Regions from separate parts of the Ovis aries genome. Here region 2 is linked to region 1. The links are chromatin contacts, called in public Hi-C maps. All regions are on one chromosome and are shown on one strand. Each heading gives the region's core, a stretch centred on a gene start, on an enhancer-like site or on the middle of the called end of the contact. The rest is flanking DNA. Distances are from core to core; before and after follow the strand shown. Region 1 holds the start of CEPT1 (choline/ethanolamine phosphotransferase 1). Region 2 overlaps DENND2D (DENN domain containing 2D).

Region 1 (6,188 bases), core at 355-2,854:
TGTCGTAGCTTTTCTTCCAAGGAGCAAGCATCTTTCAATTTCATGGCTACAGTCACCGTCCACAGTGATTTTGGAGCCCAAGAAAATGAAGTCTTTCATCGTTTCCATTTTTTCCCCATCTATTTGCCATGAAGTGATGGGACCAGATGCCATGTTAGTTTTTTGAATGTTGAGTTTGAAGCCGGTTTTTTCACTGTCCTCTTGTACCTTCATCAAGAGGCTCTTTAGTTCCTCTTGGCTTTCTGCCATTAGGCTAGTCTTATCTGCATATCTGAGGTTATTGGGCAAAAGGTTTACCAGTTTGCAAAGGTCCACTGAGAAATTTAAGTGCACCGAGGTGAGGAAGACTACTGTTGCCTGTGTATTATCACACTGAAAAGCTGGAAGCACTGCCAACCAAGCAAACTTGGAATTTTAATGCTTAATAATTTAAGAAACCTTTCAAGATTCTTGAAAATATGCAGGAATAACCTTCACATAGCAATGACAGAAACATTCAACAAAATGTTCTTGCATTTCTCATCTATCTTATCTCTGCTTTCCTTGAAGACCCCTGAATCAGAACTGCATCTACAAGTTTTAAATTCTGCAATATTTAAATGCCACCGGTAAAAAGATGAATTCTTTATGCTGTCTCCTCTAAGTGGTGACTGCTTAGGGACAATAAAAAAGTAAATTCTGGATATTCCAAGTGAAGAAAGAAAGCCACGGGTACACAGAATTATGCCCAAAGCAAAGCATAATAGTAAATGGTTATTTTTCTAAACTCTAATTTGGCCTTCTGATAAACATACTATTCTTGTAATGATTAAAAATTAAATAGTTTAGAAATTTAAGTAACACTTTTACAAGTCAGATCAAACATTACAGGGAGAGAAGTCGAGGGAGAATCTGATGGTGCATGGCAAATTAGAGCTGTATTTAGTATTGGTTTATAAATTTAAATTCGGGAGAACTGGAAAAATGTGGAGTTTTACAAATGTATCCTAAGTAAGCACAGTTGTGAGGATACAAAGGACTAGGTATTTACCTTTCTATACTGGACTTTCCTGGTGGCTCAGACGGTAAAGAATCTGCCTGCAATGCAGGAGACCCGGGTTCGATCCTTGGGTGGGGGAGATCCCCTGGAGAAGGGAATGGCTACCCACCCGTATTATTGCCTGAAGAAGTCTATAGACAGAGGAACCTGGCGGGCCCCGGTCCAGGAATCCCAGAGTGGGGCACGACTGAGCGACTAACATACACACCACACACAACACACACACACACACACACTACTCTGCTCACCCTAAGGCAGACAGGAGCTTCGGGTAAACACAAAATGAAAGTGAAAGTGAAGTTGCTCAGTCGTGTCCGACTCTGCGACCCCATGGACTGTAGCCCCCAGGCTCCTCGGTTCATGGGATTTTCCAGGCGTGAATACTGGAGCGGATTGCTGTTTCCTTAGCAAGTCACCACAAAAACCTTCCTCCCCTACCCCACCCTTCCAAGGAATCCAAGCCCGGGAGTGACAAAGGGAAGGTGTACTCAATCACATTTTTTTGTGGGACTGGGGCAAAGGTTCTCGATAACCGCTTAAAACAAATAAAACCAAGGAATTATTTACACCCACCGCTGCCTTCTTCCGGAGGCACAAAGAACTGGGACGAAGAGCTCGATTAATCCGTGCCTGAGGCAAAGAAAAGACGTGGAAGGCGGAGGCTTGGTAGGGCTTGGGGCAAGCGAGGCGTGGAGGAGTGCGGGGGAGGGGGAAAGACCAAGAACTCACACAGAAAGGTGAGGCGCGGAGACCTGAACCCAGCCTGCACCCACTCAAGACCCCTCCTCCCCACTCGGACTCCCAGCAGTCCGTCCGCGCTCCGGCTGCCATCTGGTCCCTCTCCCGCAAGTCGCACAGCGTGGTCCCTGGAAGCTGGACGCCTCGCACGCCCGCCACGGGGTTGTGGGGCTCCTGGCAGCATCCCCCTCTCTGACCCGCCAGATCCCACTCTCTAATACACCCCTACTTAGCTGGGGCTGGAGCCGGCTCTCATCCCCTATTTGGCCTACCTCGCTCAGACGACCCTGCCAGTACAGGCCGCCGGGTCTGGAGGCGGCCGGCTGAACCGAGATGGGGCAGGGCCCCGAAGCGCGCTCCCGAGCAGCCAAGCCGGTCCCGGGGCACGCTCACTACTCGGAGGTGCGCGCTCGCGCCGCCGCCTGCTCCGACACTGTATCCCTTTACGGCAATCGCGAAGGTGTCGTGAACGTGCTGCCGCGGATCAGAGTCACCCAGTCGGCTGGAGTCGCAGGTCTTAATTCTAGCGGTGTGCTTTTGCGGGCCGTGGTAAGGTTGCGAGGCTCGGTCCTGGGGAAGCAGCCAGAGTATAAAGAATGTGTCGGGGGCCACGATTCTCAAAAGGGGCGGAGAGAGGGCTGCAAGTTGTGGGGTGGGGCATTGGAATATATCTCTGTATGGACTCGCGCGAGGTGAACGCAGTTTCTTCCTCGCGCAGTTAGCCTCGCGCGCGGGCTTGTGGGGAGGGCGAAGGGCTAGTGCTCCTCTGACCCTGGATGGAGAGATTGAAGTGGCGCATTGCCAGCGCGAGAGCTCGGGGGCTGCTGTGCTGGGTGTAAGGCTGGAGAAAACCTCGGCGGCCCGGGCTGGGCGGGCCGAGGGCTAGGGGCGCTGCCTGCGCGGAACCGACCTTGCCTGTCAGGTCCACACCCTCCTGCTCAGGTGTTGCTAAAGTCCACAAACCGTGTTGAATCCTGTGCCGAATTTGCCTTCCGCTTGGAATACGGTGCTGGTGACTCGTGGCTAGGGCCACACTTCTTGGTCAGCAACTTTTCTAGAAATCTCAGAGTATACTGACGATCTCTAAGGTTGCCACCTAGGATTTATTTCAGAAGTATTCTTGGAAGGACGGAAGGGTTTGCTTGCTAGTCTTTGCCGGTGTCCCTAGAACACTAGATGAATGGGATCTTTAAATGTTGCTGTGTTTAACTTGTTTTTACTCCAGTTCGGTGATTGGCGTTTTTGTGTCATTTATGACATTTTTCATCATTGGTATTAATATATATGTATGATTTTGCTTTAAGTCTCTTAGTTCATTGATGAATCCCTGTTAACGGTAATAGGCAAGTTCATAATTATCTTTAAACAAACGTTAGGGTCGTGTGTGTAAACAAGGAATAAAGATTCTGTTTCTAGTCTCGTACTGCTGGGCATGTGTTCAGTGGAGGTGTTGAATTGAGAGCATTTGGACCATAAGAACTTAAGAACCATTGGCTTTCACGTAAAATTCCAGATATTGAAGTTCTGAAGGCATTTTGCTACCTATTCATTTCGTGCTGAACAAAAACTATTTGGAAGCCCCTTGTGCAACTTGTCTTTACAACCCTTGCATTTAGGAAAAAAGCCAGATAAAGCTGCCTCTTGTATTAACCTGTTCTGACAGAGGTACCTTCATTTGTTGTCCAGCTATTAGATTATTATTGAATATTTACAATTATGGTTTCATAAATGCATTCTTCTTCCTCTCCCATACCCAATCTCTTAAAAATTTACTTTATAAACACTATTATATGTTTGATATTTAAATATAAACTTGTTTTATAACCCCCGTTAGATATAACTGCATAGTCAGTGTGTTTTCTAGGCAGCAGTAGACTTGATAAGGCTAAAAGTGCCGGTGACATTCTTTTTGAGGGTCATGCTATGCTGTCTCTTTTAAGGGAATAGGAAAATAATCCACCAAATGTTAAGCTTTGGCTTTTTTTGCTTGTTTGTTTCTGAAAGAAATTGTTTCCTTTTTTTTTTTAAGGAATGCAAGGTTTCACTTCAGCAAAGCAGTAGATCTAAATTGTGTTACACAGTACTGTTTTAGCTTCCAAGTCTTCTGAAAAGGCTTTTGTTTTTGGTAACTTGTTCTGTGTATCACTTGTTAAATAATGCTGAATGTAATCCTGTGATCCTTTTAATTTTTTTAAGCTTGATTTTTTTATAGTTTGCTCTGCCTCCCAAATATTGTTCACCACTGGTATTTTCCTTTAATAGTGCCATAGAAGTGGAAAGAGCTGTGTAGTCACCAATTCCTGTGAAAGGGTTGTAAACATACTGCTGAATCAGTGCAGCTCAAAACTTGGCACTCTTAGACAGAGGGGGGATGGGAATTCTGGAATTTCACACTACAGGTTGGATATTGTGTAAGCTTACCTTATGCTCTGCTGAGTGGTTGGAGATTCCTTTTTTAGTGTGATACTTGTCAGATTTTCACCAGTGCTGAACACTGGAATATTGTGGGCAGCATGTTATTATCTGTAGAGCTATAAGCACAGATGTTTTGCATCACAGACTTAAATATTAAGGTCTACAAATTGTGTATAATTTTAGTAAAGATACTTATTAAATGTCTATGATTTTATTTTTGTACCTTCATTGGACTTTTCACATAAGTACATGTCTATGCAAAGAGGAATTTTGTTAGACCATATGTGCACCCTTCCCTGAATTCCCACAGCAGTTTGTTCATAATATGTTATAGCTTAGTTATTTACAAGACTCCCCACCACCACTTTGAGCTTGAGGGCATGGATGGCATATTTCAATCTTTCTGTTCCCTCTAAGATCTAGAACAATCCGGTGCTATTAAATAACTAGATGAATCACATTTGTTCATTGTCCCACAAATAAGTACAGATCACCCACCTAGTGTTAGGTATGGTATAAGATTTTGGGAAAAGAATGTTAAGACATGCATGGCTCCTGCACTTCTGTGTCTTACATATCAGTGTGGGGAAAAGACCAAAAAAACCCAACAATTAACAAAAAAAACTTCAAAATGTGTTAAGTGCTATGAAAGAAGTATCATGTTCAAGCCAAGTTATAGCAGAAGAGGGAAATTTGCTGATTACAACTGGAGAGGTTACATAGGACAGTGATCAGTATTATTGTAATCTGAATTCCAGGTAATGAGGATTTTAAAACATTTAAAATGTTCACTTTTATTGTTATAATTTGTTAAAACACTTTCTCAGTTAATAAAGTGGCTGTGCTGCAAAATTTATAGATTCCTTTATAGGTTAATTGATGGCTTTCTGTAAGATCAGAATAAAATATTAACTCCTTGCCACAATCTATAAACCTCTGCATTGTTGGGCTTTTCATACTCTCCTTTATCTCACTCTTTCATATGGTTTACTGTGGTCCAGCTATAGTGATCCCACAGATATGAATAAGAAAGATAAGCTGGATTTTGCCTCAGGGTCTGTTTTCCTTTCTTGAACTGTTCTCTTGCTCTTGGAATGGCTCTCTCCTTTTCCTCTGAATTTAGTATGTGAAGTGAAAGTGAAGTTGCTCAGTCGTGTCCTACTCTTTGCTACCCCATGGGCTGTAGCCTACCAGGCTCCTCGGTCCATGGGATTTTCCAGGCAAGAGTACTGGAGTGGGCTGCCATTTCCTTCTCCAGGGGATCTTCCCAGCACAGGGGTCGAACCTGGGCCTCCTGCATTGCAGACAGACACTTCACTTTTTGAGCCACCAGGTATAAATGCTTCTTTTTCATGGTCTTCAACCACCTTATCTACAATGTTCGTCTTCAGCTATTTTCTGACTCCACATCTTGTTTTCTTCATACTGCCCACCACAGTGTGTAAGTGTGTAATGTCATTTGCTTATTTGCCTTTTTTTACTTATTTTTCCATTGGACTTGGGAACTGGGATCATGTCTGTCTTGTTTACTGTATTCAGATATTGGCTGAATGCATTTGAAACTTGGAATCCATTTTCTCATAAAAACTTATCACTGGTGGCTGGGTTTCTAAGCTAACCAGCACTAGTTTTCATTTCTTGCATTAATTTTTTAGTTCCTTGTAGTGTGGGTAGAAAATGATGTTTTCTCCTCAACCTTTTGGTCATAGGCTTGACTCTAGATAAAAATCTCAGGTAGCTAAAATAATTTTTGTAATGTTTGTACCTCCTTTCCATACTCCTATCTCAGATCCTTTCCCCTTTCTCTCCATGGAGTCTCCTCTTCTATTGTAGCAACCTTCTCTGTCTTGCTCCCTTGATATGCTTGCTTTTCACTTGCTGAAATTCAGAAACTCCTCTTTCTTTTTTCCTGAGATGGTTTTCCTGGAAGTTGCCTTCTAGTTTCAGGTGTGATGGGAGGAAGGAAGAGTGGAGCTGGATCTGTGGCAGTGTCAGC
Region 2 (6,072 bases), core at 1,401-3,900, 45 kb after region 1:
AGAGGGACCTGGGACTTACTCTGTGACTCCTTGATGCCCTGACTAAGAGATTCTAAGATGTCATCCTGAAGTTTGGGTGGTAGGATGTCTTTTTCATCACCAACCTAGGAGAGGACAGAGTCAGCTCAGAGGTCAAGCAGTCACGGAGGAGGTGTGAAGTGTTGGCAGAGAATGTGAGGCATGAATTCTACACCCCATTCCACACCCAAATAATTGGCCACATACAACAGAGAAACAACAGAAGCTTCAACTCTAAACACCAGGAAGTCTCTGTCCCTCTGGTACTCGGTCTATGTCCTTGCTCTAAAAGCACTAACACCAACTGCCTTGTGAAGTCATACTCTCCTTGAGAGAGGTGAAGTCTTGTTGGCATACTTAGAAGTTTGTTAAAGTAGTGGAACTTGGATGAGCCAAGAACAATTGAGTTGGTTGTGGGTCTGCAAGGGATCTGAACCCAGACACTTACTGACATTAAGAAGGTTCCTTCACAAAGATCCACCAACAGGACCTGAAATAAAAACAGGACAGCTTGGTTTCTTCCCTTTTCTCTGTTTCTGCCTGTTGCTGTACCTTTCAGCCCAAGTAACAACAAAATCAGCATCTTCAGTTCTCATTTCCTGTCTGGTACACTCCTTTCTCACCACCCACTCTTTCCTGAGAAAAGGGTATGAGGGTATAGGAAGCAGGAAATGGGAGAGAGCTAAAGAAGATGCGGTATACAATATGGGTAAATTGAAGCCAGTCACTCTCTTAATAAAAAAGCATTGATCATAGTAATAACTTCTATGTACAAAGCATTACATGGCATACACTGTGCTTTGCACATCTTCTCATTTAATCTTCCCCCATGCTCCTGTAGAGGCAGATACTGTGTCTGTTAAGGTGAGGAAATACCCAAAGAAGTTAAACTGCCTGAGGTGATACTGCTATCAAAGAGTAGAGCCCGTTTCCAAGCCTGGGTTGTGCTGTCCTTGCTAGTGTATCATTCTTCCTACAGTTCCTCAGTTCCCTTCCCTCTGGTGAGCTTTACGACAGGGATGGGCATCTTTTGATTTTTTTTTTTTTTAATGCTTACAACAACTTTATGTACAATTGCCTAGAATTCCATTTTTAAAACTCCCACAGGCTTCCCTGGTGGCTCCGTGGTAAAGAATCTGCCTGCCAGCACAGGCGACACGGGTTCGGTCCCTGATTCAGGGAAGATCCCCCATGCCACACAGCAACTGAGCCCATGTGCCACACTACTGAACCCAGGTGTTGTAACTACTGAAGCCTGCACGCCCTGGGGCCTGTGCTCTGCAACAAGAGAAGCCGCCACAGTGAGAAACCCATGCATGACAACTATGGAGTAGCCCCCTGTCTGCAACCACAAGAGAAAAGCCCACACAGGAATGAAGACCCAGCACAGCCAAGAATATATAAATAAAAACTATTAAAACTCCCACAAGAGCTTTGGACCTTCCAGCAGGGAAGAGCGAGAGGAGAAAATGAGCCTGGGGACAAAAGGAGGAGGGACGGAAAGGCAGTGATCACACGTTTGCAGGGTGCAGGTAGGACAAGCACAGGGCTGGAACTTGGGTGACCTGAGTTCTAGCATCAGCTCCATCACTGCCTAAGGCGCCTGCAGTCTAGACTGGAGATGACCAGTACGCATCCTGCCAGTTAGATTCCAACCTACAGACCTGTTTCTTTGAGACTCAGAGGATTTTCAAATCATTGAATTAGCTTCCAATATTTGAATTAAAAAATTTCACACAGAATTTGGATCTAGGGCTTCTCTGGAAAAGTCAGGAGCTCTAACAGTGATCCACATTCAGAGGGAACTGAGTTACAGCTGCCTCCTTTAGGCAAAGCAGGTGCTCAGCAGTTTATCATAATCCCCCCAAAGCCTGTGTTGGCCATTTAAATGCCTGCTGGGTCCCTCTTTTCAGTTTGTGACCTTGGTCTCGACAAGAGGGTGAGTGATCCCTCCATGCACCCTTCTCCCAAATAAAAAGAAGAGAGAAATTGGAATGTGTGCCAAAAGACAGAGCAGGCACTGTAATTATCCATCATCAGGGGAGAAAAGTTGAACTAGTTCAGGCGTGAAACCACTTGTATACATAGGCTCAGATGCCTTCATTTAGGGCAGGCTGTTCACTTTGTGGGCTGAGAGGTAAGACTGTGTGTAAAGAATTTCTTTCTGAAGTTGTTCCCAGAAATCTTTCTAGTACTTGAGTATATTACTGTCTGTCCAAGGAGCCCTTCCAAAGAGCTGACCTGGGAGTCAAGGAATGCCCCATCTCTCTTCCTGACCCCTAGCCCTCTCCCATCCCTATCCCCTGCCCATTTCATCAGCTGGGGCTCTTGGACAACACAAGCTGGAGTCTGACTAGCCTTGGGGTGTCTTCCCACCAGGCCACTGGGGGAGGAATCACAGCGTCCAAGAAGATGGCGCTGCAGCATCAGGAAGTTTCATAACTTCTGGGACTGGGACACTTATTGAGTCGTATTACTAAACATGGGGCTGATACTCTGTCCCAGTTAGTCACAAGGCAGAGGTTGGCTCAAAGGGCATGTGTACTCAGCAGTTCTGAGGAGGGCAGGGCTGGGGAAACAAGGAAGAGAAACAGCCTGCTTCTTTACTTCCCAGCAGCACTCTGCGGAAGAGGTGCTTTCCTTCTATCTCTGCTAGATTCCGGGATTGCCTGTATGGCCTTGATAAGTGGATTGAGCTCTCTGGACCTTGGTTATTTCTTATGTAAATGAAGGAAGTCCTCCCACTAGGGCTGGTCACGTGCCTCCAGTAGCTTACTCTGCCTCTTCCCTTTCTGTCTACACAGAGGGAGTCGATGGTTAGCCAGACCAACCCAAGTAGCTCTTTTGGCTTGAGATTATAGTAATGTGCTATTTCTTGAAAGTTTCTATTGACAACTCAAGCAAAGCAGAAGTCATTCTTCCAACACTGGAGGTAGGTTTATGTTATTAACACCCATTCTCACCACTGAGCTCTTTGGTGTATCTGGGGGTTCTGCCAAGACACAAGAGGGTGACAAAATCAAAGGGGATTTGAACCAATATCCTCATTAACCAACTGAGCTCTAAGCTAATTGGAAGGATGACCTCTACTACCAAAAAAAATCTGCATTTTCAAGACTCATTGTTTCCAGGAAGACTGTTAGTGCAGTTCCAAGCAATGTGAATAAATTCCAGTGGGGTGTGTGTTGTACAGACCAGCTGTGCTTGTCCATTCAGAAGAAAAATGGGACACCCAGGGCCTGCTCACTAGGACTAGCTGGCCTAGTACAGTTGAGTGAAGCCCAAATAAGCCATGTGTTGCCTCTTAAGTCCAAAGGGAAATCATTCAGAGAAGGGAGCAGACACTTACTGAGTATCAGCTATATGTCAGGCACCAGGCTAGGTGCTTTATGCTGATTTTTTCCCCTAGGATCCTTAGGGTCTAAACGTTGCCATTCCAGTTTTACAGATGAGGAAGCTGAGGCTTAAAGAGGTTAAGCAACTTGCCACAAAATCACACAGCTATTAGCAGCAGAGGTGGGATCCGAATCCAGGTCTACCTGGCTCCAAATCAGGCCCCCTTCTTGCTGCATCATACCTCTTCCATGGGGCTGTCCAAAACCTCCTGCCGGAAGCGCATTTGGACTCCAACCATGAAGGGAGTGGGGCAGCAGACAGTTCCCAGCAGGCTCTCGGGGACCACGGGGATGTAGGTGTGGGCCCAGCTGAAGGGGTAGAGCAGCGCAGCAGTAGCATGGATGCACTGAGACAGGGTGCTGGGGACAGGGCACAGAAAGTGAGTCAGAGGAGCCGGCCCAGGCCCCCAGCCCCACGCCACCTCCCCACCGCCCGCCATTGACAGCAGCTGCTCATGCTGGCTGTGCCGGAGCTATAGCAAGTCTGGGAGCCATGCCGGTCACAGAGCTTCTGGCTACCCGAAGCTGGGAGGGGAGGGGTAGAAACCAGAAGAGGCTGAGGCTCCTCTCGTCAAGTATGGGGCCTCTATGTGATTCTTCTTTTCCACTGGGGGTGGGGGTGGAGTGGAGGGAGTATCTTTAAAGAGAGGAGGAGGAAGAAGAAATGTTTTCCATCTATGAGGTCATTGATCATTGATGGAGTCCCTTCTCTATGCTCACTACTGGGCTAGGGATGTGGATACCAGGAAGCAAAAGACCAGCCTTGCTCTTAAGGCACTCAGTGTAGTTAAGGAGACAAGCATATAAACACTGGGGTGCAGCAGAGAGGTCAAGTCTATTTCCTCCTTATCTCTCATCCCCAGGCTTTAACTCTCAGGGCTCCCTCTGACCACTCATGGTTATTTAAACTTATCAGGTTGGTGCCTGAGCTTGCTTGGGAAATTCCTGGATTCCAGGAACCTCTGACCAGCAATTCCCACCTGGAAAGTCCCCCCGAGAGGACTCCTCCACCCTTTCCAAGGAAGCATTCCCTGTGTAATTACTGCCTAAGTCACAACTCAGACCCAAGTCCCCTCATGCCCCCCTCCCCCTAACCCCCTCAACACACACACCCTCCCTGTCTTCTCTATTCTCCACTAGCTTTAATGGCTCTTCATTTCTCCAAACTGCCCCAAAGCCAAGGCCAACAAAAACACAGATGCGGAAACCTTGTTTCAATTCTTGGTATCAAGCTAGCACTTCCTGAGTTAGAAAGATGGAGTCTCTGAGAGTCTAGCCAAGGCTTAGGCTGACTGGAAGTCCCTTTCCTGGATGAGCGGCAAAGATCTGAAATACTCAGTGTAGGAAGGAAGTGGGGAGTGGTGGGGTTTCCCTGAAGAAAGTTAAACGCCTGAGAGGTGAGTGCTGCCAACCTTTGCCTGTATCCAGGCCAGCTGACACCTGGAGTCCCCTTCACTTTCTGAACATTGATCCTAGGCGGCAAAAGCCAGAATCCCAGCTCTAGCCACAACAGAAACTTCTCAATTCCCTACAGCAGCTGTCCCCAAACTTTTTGGTACCAGTAACCAGTTTCATGGAAGACATTTTTTTTCCACGGACTGAGGGCTGGGGTTGCGGGGGAGGGGTGGGATGGTTTCAAGATGATTCAAGCACATTACATTTATTGTGCTAATGATAATCTGTATTTGCAGCAGGTCCCCAGCATTGGCATCACTGCCTCAGTTCCACCTCAGATCATCAGGCATTAAATTCTCATGAGGAGCATTCAACCTAGACCCTTTGCCTGTACAGTTCACAGTAGGGTTTGTTCTCCCGAGAATCTAATGCTGTCGCTGCTCTAATGCTGCCTGAGCTCTGAGGCAGAGCTCAAGTGGTGACGGGAGTTGATGGGGAGCGGCTGTAAATACAGATGAAGCTTTACTCCGCTGCTCACCTCCTGTTGCGTGGCCCAGTTCCTACCAGGCCATGGACCAGTGCCAGGGGTTTAGGGATCCCTGCCCTACAGGGCCAAGAGTGGAAGAGCTATGTCTAAAGCAAGAGATTTACACTGCTTCCCACAAGGATTAGGCCACAACTGGTGCCTTCTGGGGCTTCCCAGGTGGCGCTAGTGGTAAAGAACCCACCTGCCAATGAGGGAGACAAGAGATGCGGGTTCTATCTCTGGGTTGTGAAGATCCCCTGGGGGAAGGCCTGGCAACCCGTTCCAGTATTCTTGCCTGGAGAAGCCCATGGACAGACAAGCCTGGCAGGTTACAGCCCATAGGGTTGCAAAGAGTTGGACATGACTGAAGCAACTTTGCATGCACACACGGTGCCTTTTTGGTTATCACTGATTCTTACAGAATTTTCAACCCACAGACCCCACTGCCTGCCCAAACTTCCTTTCCTTTAAAACCCATGACATTCACCTGACCCTCTGGTCTAACATTCGGGCCCCTAAAGTCCTTTCCTTCTTCTTTCCTAAAAGATAAAACCAGGATTGTCAGCTCAACATAAGCAGTTTTCTCCATCCCCAGACATAAATGAGTCAACCTTCTACTGTCTTAAAATTTTTCTCCTGTCTCCATCTGTCACACATCTCCCCATGTCTCAACCAGACTTGAAGCCTCTAAGAGGCAGAGACCAAGACATGATAGTATTCTGCCTCAACTATGCACTA

Evidence for each region. Hi-C and Micro-C count contacts between places; a contact is called where the count stands out from the background.
Region 2: a Hi-C map of blood shows a contact between it and region 1, with 1.6 times the contacts expected there. The contact joins the enhancer-like site here to the promoter of CEPT1 in region 1. A contact is called at or near these places in 2 of 16 Hi-C or Micro-C datasets (blood and mixed tissues).

What each region holds. Positions count from the first base shown.
Region 1 is chr1:88,484,035-88,490,222 of ARS-UI_Ramb_v3.0, forward strand. It overlaps CEPT1 (choline/ethanolamine phosphotransferase 1), which reads left to right and starts at 1,605. Exons shown (of 9, transcript XM_012178381.5): 1 at 1,605-1,705. DRAM2 (DNA damage regulated autophagy modulator 2) reads right to left here and starts at 2,175. Exons shown (of 8, transcript XM_060412530.1): 1 at 2,050-2,175; 2 at 1,613-1,669.
Region 2 is chr1:88,528,186-88,534,257 of ARS-UI_Ramb_v3.0, forward strand. It overlaps DENND2D (DENN domain containing 2D), which reads right to left. Exons shown (of 12, transcript XM_027972960.3): 8 at 3,596-3,773; 9 at 467-508; 10 at 20-104. Among named protein-coding and RNA genes, the nearest start is that of DENND2D, 15 kb to the right of the region's middle. Within about 2 kb of position 2,651, at least 19 of the 54 cell types and tissues checked have an H3K27ac peak or open chromatin away from gene starts, as enhancers often do.